2 separate regions of the Mus musculus genome follow, and region 2 is linked to region 1. The links are chromatin contacts, called in public HiCAR-type maps. All regions are on one chromosome and are shown on one strand. Each heading gives the region's core, a stretch centred on a gene start, on an enhancer-like site or on the middle of the called end of the contact. The rest is flanking DNA. Distances are from core to core; before and after follow the strand shown. Region 1 has its middle 16 kb from the start of Gm39609. Region 2 holds the start of Tmem17 (transmembrane protein 17).

Region 1 (3,859 bases), core at 980-3,479:
TAATAATCGGTAGAGTCAGAATATAAGGATTTATAAGACAAGTTGATTCAACTCTTCATTATCTAACTTTTGGTTTCAGAAGTTAGTGAGAAAATGGAGACTGATCTAGAGCAGGCTGTGTGGTGTTAGAGTAGCCAGCACAAGAGATCAACTTCTTAACCCAGCAAGCTCCCTAAGGGAAGGCTTCTGGCAGGTCACACCAGGCCTGAACCTTAAAGATAAATGAGAGTGAAAATCAGGAAAGAGAGGGCAGGGTGCTGGGAGGGAACCAGTGAGTTCTGGATGAGACAGGACCAATCTACATTGCTCCCTTGCTGCGCCACATGGCTGCAACATAAAGTGTTTTCAGGGGATCCCAGGCGATTTGGCTAACACAGTGGCCTGATCAAGGCCACAAGGGGAGTGTGAAGATGACTTTGAACATCTCTCTAGAAGAGAAAAAGAACATGAGCAGATAAGTAAGAGAGAAATAATGCAGCAGAATCTGTTGTCAAAGAGTAATTTTCAGAATTCAAAACCTGACACAAACAAGGAAATTGATTATTTTTTATGTTGTCTTGGTTACTTTCCTACTTGTTGGGAGCTATTAAGACAACTCTTGATCTCTGAATTGAGCCTCTCCCACCGAGAAGAAAAAGGGGTCAAAAGCGGGCCACCGACACATGGATTCCGAGAACCAAGGGATGTTCCAGCCCTAGGTCATCACCGATGTCCTGACCACACCCTGATACCACCAAGTCCCTGCTTCCCCGTGTAGCTGCCAAAAGAAAGAATTTCTATTGCCCCCCCTCCCATAAGTACTTCTCCTTTTGCTTGTATTGACCCACCCCTCCGGCTGATAAGTGTCTGTACTTCCCCTTTTGCTTGTGCATTTAAGCCTTGGACCTTTCTCAATACATTGGGGTCTTGATACAACTTCAGAACGGTTTCCGTGTCATTACTCGTACAAGACCCTCATCTCTCTCTACCCCCCATTTGGTTATTAGGAGGAGGTCCCCTCGAGATCCTCGAATAACTGGACCTGCTGGATGGGTCACCTACTGAGGTGATGCAATACCATGACCAGAGCAACTTATAGAAGAAAGCATTCATTTAGGTCTTACAGGGTTAGCACCTATGGCCCTATTGATAGGGAGCATGGTAACAGATAGGTATGCTGGAGCAGTAGCTGAGAGCTCATATAGCAAGGGGGGGAGGAAGAAGGAGAAGGAGAAGGAGAGGGAGAGGGGAGAGAGAGAGAGAGAGAGAGAGAAAATTTGGAATGGATTTGAAATGAAACCTCAAAGCCCAGCCCCAGTTATATACCTCCTCCAACAAGTTCTTATCCTTCCCAAACAGTTCTAATAACTGGGGACCAAGTATTCAAATATATGAGCCAATGGGGGGAATTCTCATTCAAACCACCAATTGTGCTGACTTAAAAAATAATAATAATTCAGAACACTAAAAACAAGCAGCAAGTATGCTGTACACATGTATGCTTAAAGAGGCATGGCATTAGCAGGGTCTCAATGGTCTGCTGCCACACCTGATCACCTGGCTTCAATTCTTAGAACCCACATGGTGGAAGGTGAGAACTGACTCAAGGTTGTCCTTGGAATCCTATACATGTGCCATAATACATGTTCATACACACAAGATAAATAAATCAAAATGTAATTTTAACAAACATTTTTTCAGAAAGAAGTAGCAAAAAACCCCACAAAAACAAAAAACTCTATGCGTCTCTGTTTAACTTAGAATGGACTCTGGCTGACAGAATTGCTGTAGCTAAGAGACATGCTCTGCCCATGAGGGGTCCTCTCTGGGTAAGTTGCCAACCTCCACTGCTCAGTGAACCTCATGGACTCCCTCCCAGCTTCTGTGCTCTTTGTTTGTTAGCAGTGAAAGGAATTAGAACTACAAAGGAGGCGCTGGCATTAGTGTGCTTGTGAACTCCAAGTCATCCAAGTAACAGTGCAGAGCCTCCTGCATAGGAATCATGTGACATTTCAGACAGCAATAGGGTGACTTTTACACAAGGACACAGCCTTAGCCTATTCAGTATTGTCTCCTTAACCCCGACCTCAAAGCTGGAAGACTTCATGACAACCAGAACTTGGCCAGCCAAAGCTTCAGAAAGCCAAGACTTTTGAGGTTGTGACTATCATCTCTCCCAAGTCTGGGCATGAGATGAAAATTCTATGCCTAAGCCTCTAAAATCTCAGCTAGGCACCTCCTCTATGTGGTGCTGTTCCACTGAAACAATGCAGCTGCTGTAGCTGGTTTGCCATGCATCCTGGATCTTTTTTTCCAAGCCTGTGGAGGTTTCCAAGATTGCTGTGATTTTCGCTGGCACTCAGACCACTGGCCCTGCTGCAGCTCCAGTGCTCATCAGCTTGGTCTGCTGGGTTTCCCTGAGTGGTCCTCTGGCCTGGAATACAAAAGAAGCTGGAAGCAACTGCTGGGGCATGTGTATTCGTGGGTTTGGTGTGACTGCTTGGGCATGCGTGTTGTGGGCTTGGTCCTGGAGTAGACTGTGGAAGCAGCCTTCGAGACATTTAACTCCTTTCACCAAAGAAAAGAAAGCTTGTTGTTGATTGACAACACTAATCAGTCTTAAGGATTGTATGTATATCAGGTGGGATTCCCAAGTAGAAAGAAGCAAGACGAGTATTCCCTTCTGTATGAGCAGTGCCAGAGGAACCAGCCATTTGTTGGGGAAAGTTTTCTTAACAAGGCTATATAACTCAGGATGAGTCCTTGGTAAGGGCATAAGCGTTTAGGAAGCAGTGGAGTATATATATATATATATATATATATATATATATATATATATATATATGTAATGTAATGCTGTCACAAGGAAAGATGTTCAGAAGTTGGCAAACCCTGGGCAAACCTTTTTGGAGATAAATCAGCTGGGAATACATCCTAACCAATATATAGTCTGCCCTTGAACCAAAACACAAATTTAAAGTAACTTGGCAATGGTTACAAAAACGTACCATAGTTTAGTATGAGCTCTCAAAGAAATAAGTTTGTAATCGGTTCTTCTTTCTCCAAAGAACAGTAAAAAGCCCACAGCTCTATAAAGCTGGTGAGCCTCAACAGACATTGTAAGTCTAATTGAAGCTAGAAACGTTTTTTCCAAGTCTCTCTGCTGCTTTCCTAATACATTCCAGGGAATCTTGTCTTTTCTAGTCACCATAAAGGGAAAGAGACAAAGTGGGTAACTGAGAAGGTTCTTACAAGGAGGGACTCAGGTGGAAAATGTTCTATCTATGAGCAAGGTGATTGCAAATGGTGCCTGCTGGGACATAAAGGTCATAGCAAGAGATACTAGTCTGGTTTGGAGAGGGGCAGTAGGTCCAGAAAGACTTGTTTATACATCGTGTTTGTTTCTTTCTAAGAAAGATTTAGTTTACTTGTATGTTGATAGGAAAAGTCATAAGGCACAGAGAAGCTGTAGTACTCTTCTCTCTGTTGGGGGTGTGAGGTGAAGATGAGGTTTCTGGGTAGACTTGGATCACAGCATACTGGAGTATTTAATCATAAACAGAATGGAATGTTCTACTTATGGTACAATGTGAAGAAAAGAGGGAGAAGATAATTTGAAAATGGTAAAATTGGGGGATTTTTTTCATGAAGTTAGCAAGGGTGTGGGTCTGGATGAGTAGTTAGGTGTGGATATGGAGGGGAAATGCCAAGCTCTCCGGTCGAGTCAGCTTGACAGGCTGAGACTTGAAAGCTACTCACGAGGCAAAAGAGTTTCACAGAAACTCACTCCTAGAGTCTGGCGTTCTCTCTAACCTATACATTAATTTTCCATTCCTGTGTTAGTCTAGTGTATGGCTCCACGTGCTCTCTTTTAGTATTA
Region 2 (3,859 bases), core at 935-3,434, 53 kb after region 1:
TCGCCAGTAATGTATTTAGTAGATGCATTATGGCTATCTTGCATTCTCTAATAGTACAAACATTATTAGGATGACCTGAATCCACGTTACCAGGCTACAGGCACTCATAGTTAGCTCAGAATAGATTCTTTCTTACTCCCTTCAGAACAAGAACTATATTTTATGAAAAGAATTGTAAAATGTTACTGCTTGCCATGATCTTGACTTTTAAAATTGGATTTATTCATTTTACACGAATTTAGCCTGAAGTTTTGTTTGTACACCACTTGTGTGTTCGATGCCCTTGGAGATCAGAAAGAGATTTCTGATGGAGTTAGAGATGGTTGTGAGTCACCATGTGGGTAAAGGGAAATGAACTTGGGTCCTCTGCAAGATCAATGAGTGTTGGCAACCACTGAGATATCTCTAGGCCCAGAACCCTTTACCAGAAAGATTAAAAGGGAAGAGTGGAATATAAGTCTTGGTAAAGCTCACAGAGTGACAGGAATGTTCGAATATAGCTGGAGAGTTTGCTGAAACCTCTTTGAGAAAGCCTTGGCAGATCCCAATAAAATTGGTCTTACATACCACTTGCCTCAGCACTTCCCCGGACACATTCGACATAAACATGTTACACTGGCATAAACATGTATGTTTCAACATAAACATGTAGGTTACACTCTACATAAATGTGTATGTTATACTCAACATAAACATGTATGTTCATCAACAAGCATTTTCACCAAGAGTGGCACTTGTCATAACTGCTCCTAAGTAGAAATTACACAGGAACTTATCAACATGAAAGAAAATTCATAAAAAATGTTGACAGCAAAGTCAGATTTTCTTTTTAAACTTGAATGTGCAATCAGTCTACTATAAAGTATAAAACAGGCCACTGCTTCACAAGCAACTGAGAAAGGGTAGCTCCTGGAGATGATGATACTGTTGACTGACCTGGGACCTAATACATCCGACTGTGCTTTTCTTTATGTCTATTACACCTAATGGTTTGTTTTGGTTTTTGAGGATTTTGCAATGTATCCCAGGCTAACCTTAAACTGGAGATCTCCTGTCTCTGCCTTCTAAATGCTAAAATGATATGTCTTAAGAGAAAGCAGGGAAAGGCTGATATTTTTAGTTTTAAAATCACCTATATTCCAGAAACAACTGCTTTCAATACTTTTAAGTTATTTCCCTGTCTTCTGAAGCAGGTATGCTTGGCTCATCCACCCTCTTAAGAATGTCAAGGGCAATTTTCTGAGGAACATCCTTAGTGAGGTAACCCAATCACAAAAGAAGTCATTAGATATGCACTCACTGATAAGTGGATATCAGCCCAGAAACATAGAACACCCAAGATACAATTTGCAAAACACAAGAAAATCAAGAAGAGGGAAGACCAATGGGTGGATACTTCATTCCTCCTTCTAATAGGGAACAAAATACCCATGAAAGGAGTTACAGAGACAAAGTTTGGAGCTAAGACGAAAGGATGGACTTTCCAGAGAATACCCCACCCAGAGATCCATCCCATAATCAGCCACCAAACCCAGACATTATTGCATATGCCAGCAAGATTTTGCTGAAGGGACCCTGTCATAGCTGTCTCATATGAGTCTATGCCAGTGCCTGGCAAATACAGAAGTGGATGTTCACAGTCATCTATAAAATGGAACACAGGGCCCCCAATGGAGAAGCCAGAGAAAGCACCCAAGGAGCTGAAGGGGTCTGCAACCCTATAGGTGGAACAACAATATGAACTAACCAGTACCCCCAGAGCTCATGTCTCTAGCTGCATATGTAGCAGAAGATGGCCTAGTTGGCCATCATTGGGAAGAGAGGCCCCTTGGTACTGCAAACTTTATATGCCCCAGTACAGAGGAATGTCAGGGCCAAGAAGTGGGAGTGGGTGGGTAGGGGAGGAGGGCAGAGGGAGGGTATAGGGAACTTTCGGGATAGCATTTGAAATGTATATAAAGAAAATATCTAATAATAATAAAAAGAATGTCAAGGGCATTTTTTTAAAATATCTATGTTCGTTTTCCATTTCCCTCAAGAAATGGTGCACCAATTTTGCAGAGGAATTGCTATGGTGTGAGAGCTCCTTGTGGCTCAGCCCAGGTCCGAATGGCTTATTACTTGTGATCATCTTAAGACGACGCGGCTTTAAAGCAAGACGGAGGAACCCGCCATTTTCAGCAGCACTAGGCCACGTTAGGCTGCGGGCCCGTGGCCCTGGCTCGCCTCTCCAAGGGGAAGCCTCTGGAGGATTCTGTAGCGTTCGGGGAAGCCCAGGTACCAGGTCCCTAGGGGCCCCGCACTGCCCGGTTGCCAAGGGAACCGCCACGCGCCGCTGTGCCCGCCGACTAGCGGGTGTGTGAGAGGCCAGCGGGCAGGCCAGGCATGGAGCTGCCGGACCCTGTTCGCCAGCGCCTGAGCAACCTCAGCCTCACCGTGTTCGGCGACTCCAGCCGCACCGGGCCAGAGTCCAGTGATGCGGCCGGTGAGTGGCGAGGGCGCAGGCCCACGCGGGGGTGTGGCTCGCGGGCGGGAGGCCGCACAGGCCGTGCCCGGGTGAAAGATGGCTGCTCCGGCTTCAGCCAGGGCTCTGTGCCCCGGGAGAAACCACGGCCCTGCGGCGGACCCGGGAGACCACGCGCTTCCGCCGCCGCAGCTACTGCACCCGGTGGCGCGGTCGCCGAGCGGATCAGGATGCGGATCAGGAACGCCTTCTTCCCCACGCGGGTCCCCGCTGAGTCCCCAGCGTGACAGCCGCCGGCTCACACAAAACCGGGCTGTGTCCAAACCCCTCCTAGCAGAGCAAGACCGGCTGCTGCCAAACCGACAAGGCCTTCCTCTGCCTGTTCCTTCTTTCTCCCTGTATAAAAAACTCTCCTCCCGAAATCTAAAAACGAAATACCAACGAGTTAACTCCAGCTTCTGCCTCCTCAATCAGGAGGACAGCATACATGGTTGTCTCCTTTGAAATCAAGGAATTGGAAATCCTTTCGATGGCTTGGTTTGGGCTTTCTTATTTTTATTTTTATTTCTTAAATAGGGCATTGAAAAGCAAACCACTTGCCATCATTGCATGTTGTCACCTTGGTCATTCGTGTAATTTACGCTATATGGAGAAAAGCCTGTAAAATTAGGATTTCGTGTTTCCGATTCAAAGTGTGAGCCGTACGGGGCACTAAAATCGAATAATACAAAGTCTCTGGGAAAAAAAGTGTGTGTGGGGGGGGCGGGGGTGACATTTGTTCTGAAGTTCTTTAGAGCCTCAGCAGCCTAGATAGTCGTGATGGTGTGGACAGCAATAGAACTAGGTAAAGACATCAGCCCTGTAATTTCTTATGGTTCTTACGTGTCAGAAAATATTGTTTTCCCAGACATTCAAACGTGAGAAAAGCTGTTTAAGTTCACTGTCTCTGCCAAGACAGGCAATTAATTGGTCAGAAAAATTTGTCTGACCAATTATATAATACTTAAATTTTATCTCATTACAGAACTTAACTGGAACTTTTGTAAAATTTAATGAACTCACACCTTGTGCCTTGTGGTTCCTCTTCATTTGGTCTGATTTTTCAATTGTATAAATTTGATGTGTTGAAGTATGGACATGAGCCTACATAAAATCAAAACCCTGACATTCTAAACAGCCACTCTTCTCAAGCTATATCCCCATAGCCTTTAAAACAAACAACAACAAAATTTATTTGGTTACAATGCAATCAAGAAGTACCTGGGCTATCCTGAAATTTTCTAAGTAGTCCAGACTGGCTTTGATCTTGAAATATTCCTGCTTCAGTCTCTTTGCAAAAAAAAAAAAAAAAGACTACAGTTTCTGCTCTAAAGGTTCTAAAAGTATCAGCTTAGC

Evidence for each region. HiCAR-type assays count read pairs that join an accessible place to other places.
Region 2: a contact with region 1 is called in a HiCAR-type map of astrocytes, with 4 times the contacts expected there. The contact joins the promoter of Tmem17 here to the enhancer-like site in region 1. A contact is called at or near these places in 3 of 39 promoter capture datasets (3T3-L1-derived adipocytes and liver), 10 of 484 Hi-C or Micro-C datasets (cardiomyocytes, embryonic stem cells, liver and 3 more) and 3 of 115 datasets of contacts at active chromatin or transcription factors (astrocytes, embryonic stem cells and liver).

The regions. Positions count from the first base shown.
Region 1 is chr11:22,457,197-22,461,055 of GRCm38.p6, forward strand. No RefSeq gene overlaps it. Among named protein-coding and RNA genes, the nearest start is that of Gm39609, 16 kb to the left of the region's middle. Within about 2 kb of position 2,230, at least 27 of the 459 cell types and tissues checked have an H3K27ac peak or open chromatin away from gene starts, as enhancers often do. A contact at or near this core is called in astrocytes and muscle stem cells, where this site is marked.
Region 2 is chr11:22,510,099-22,513,957 of GRCm38.p6, forward strand. It overlaps Tmem17 (transmembrane protein 17), which reads left to right and starts at 2,185. Exons shown (of 4, transcript NM_153596.3): 1 at 2,185-2,485. The coding sequence starts at 2,386.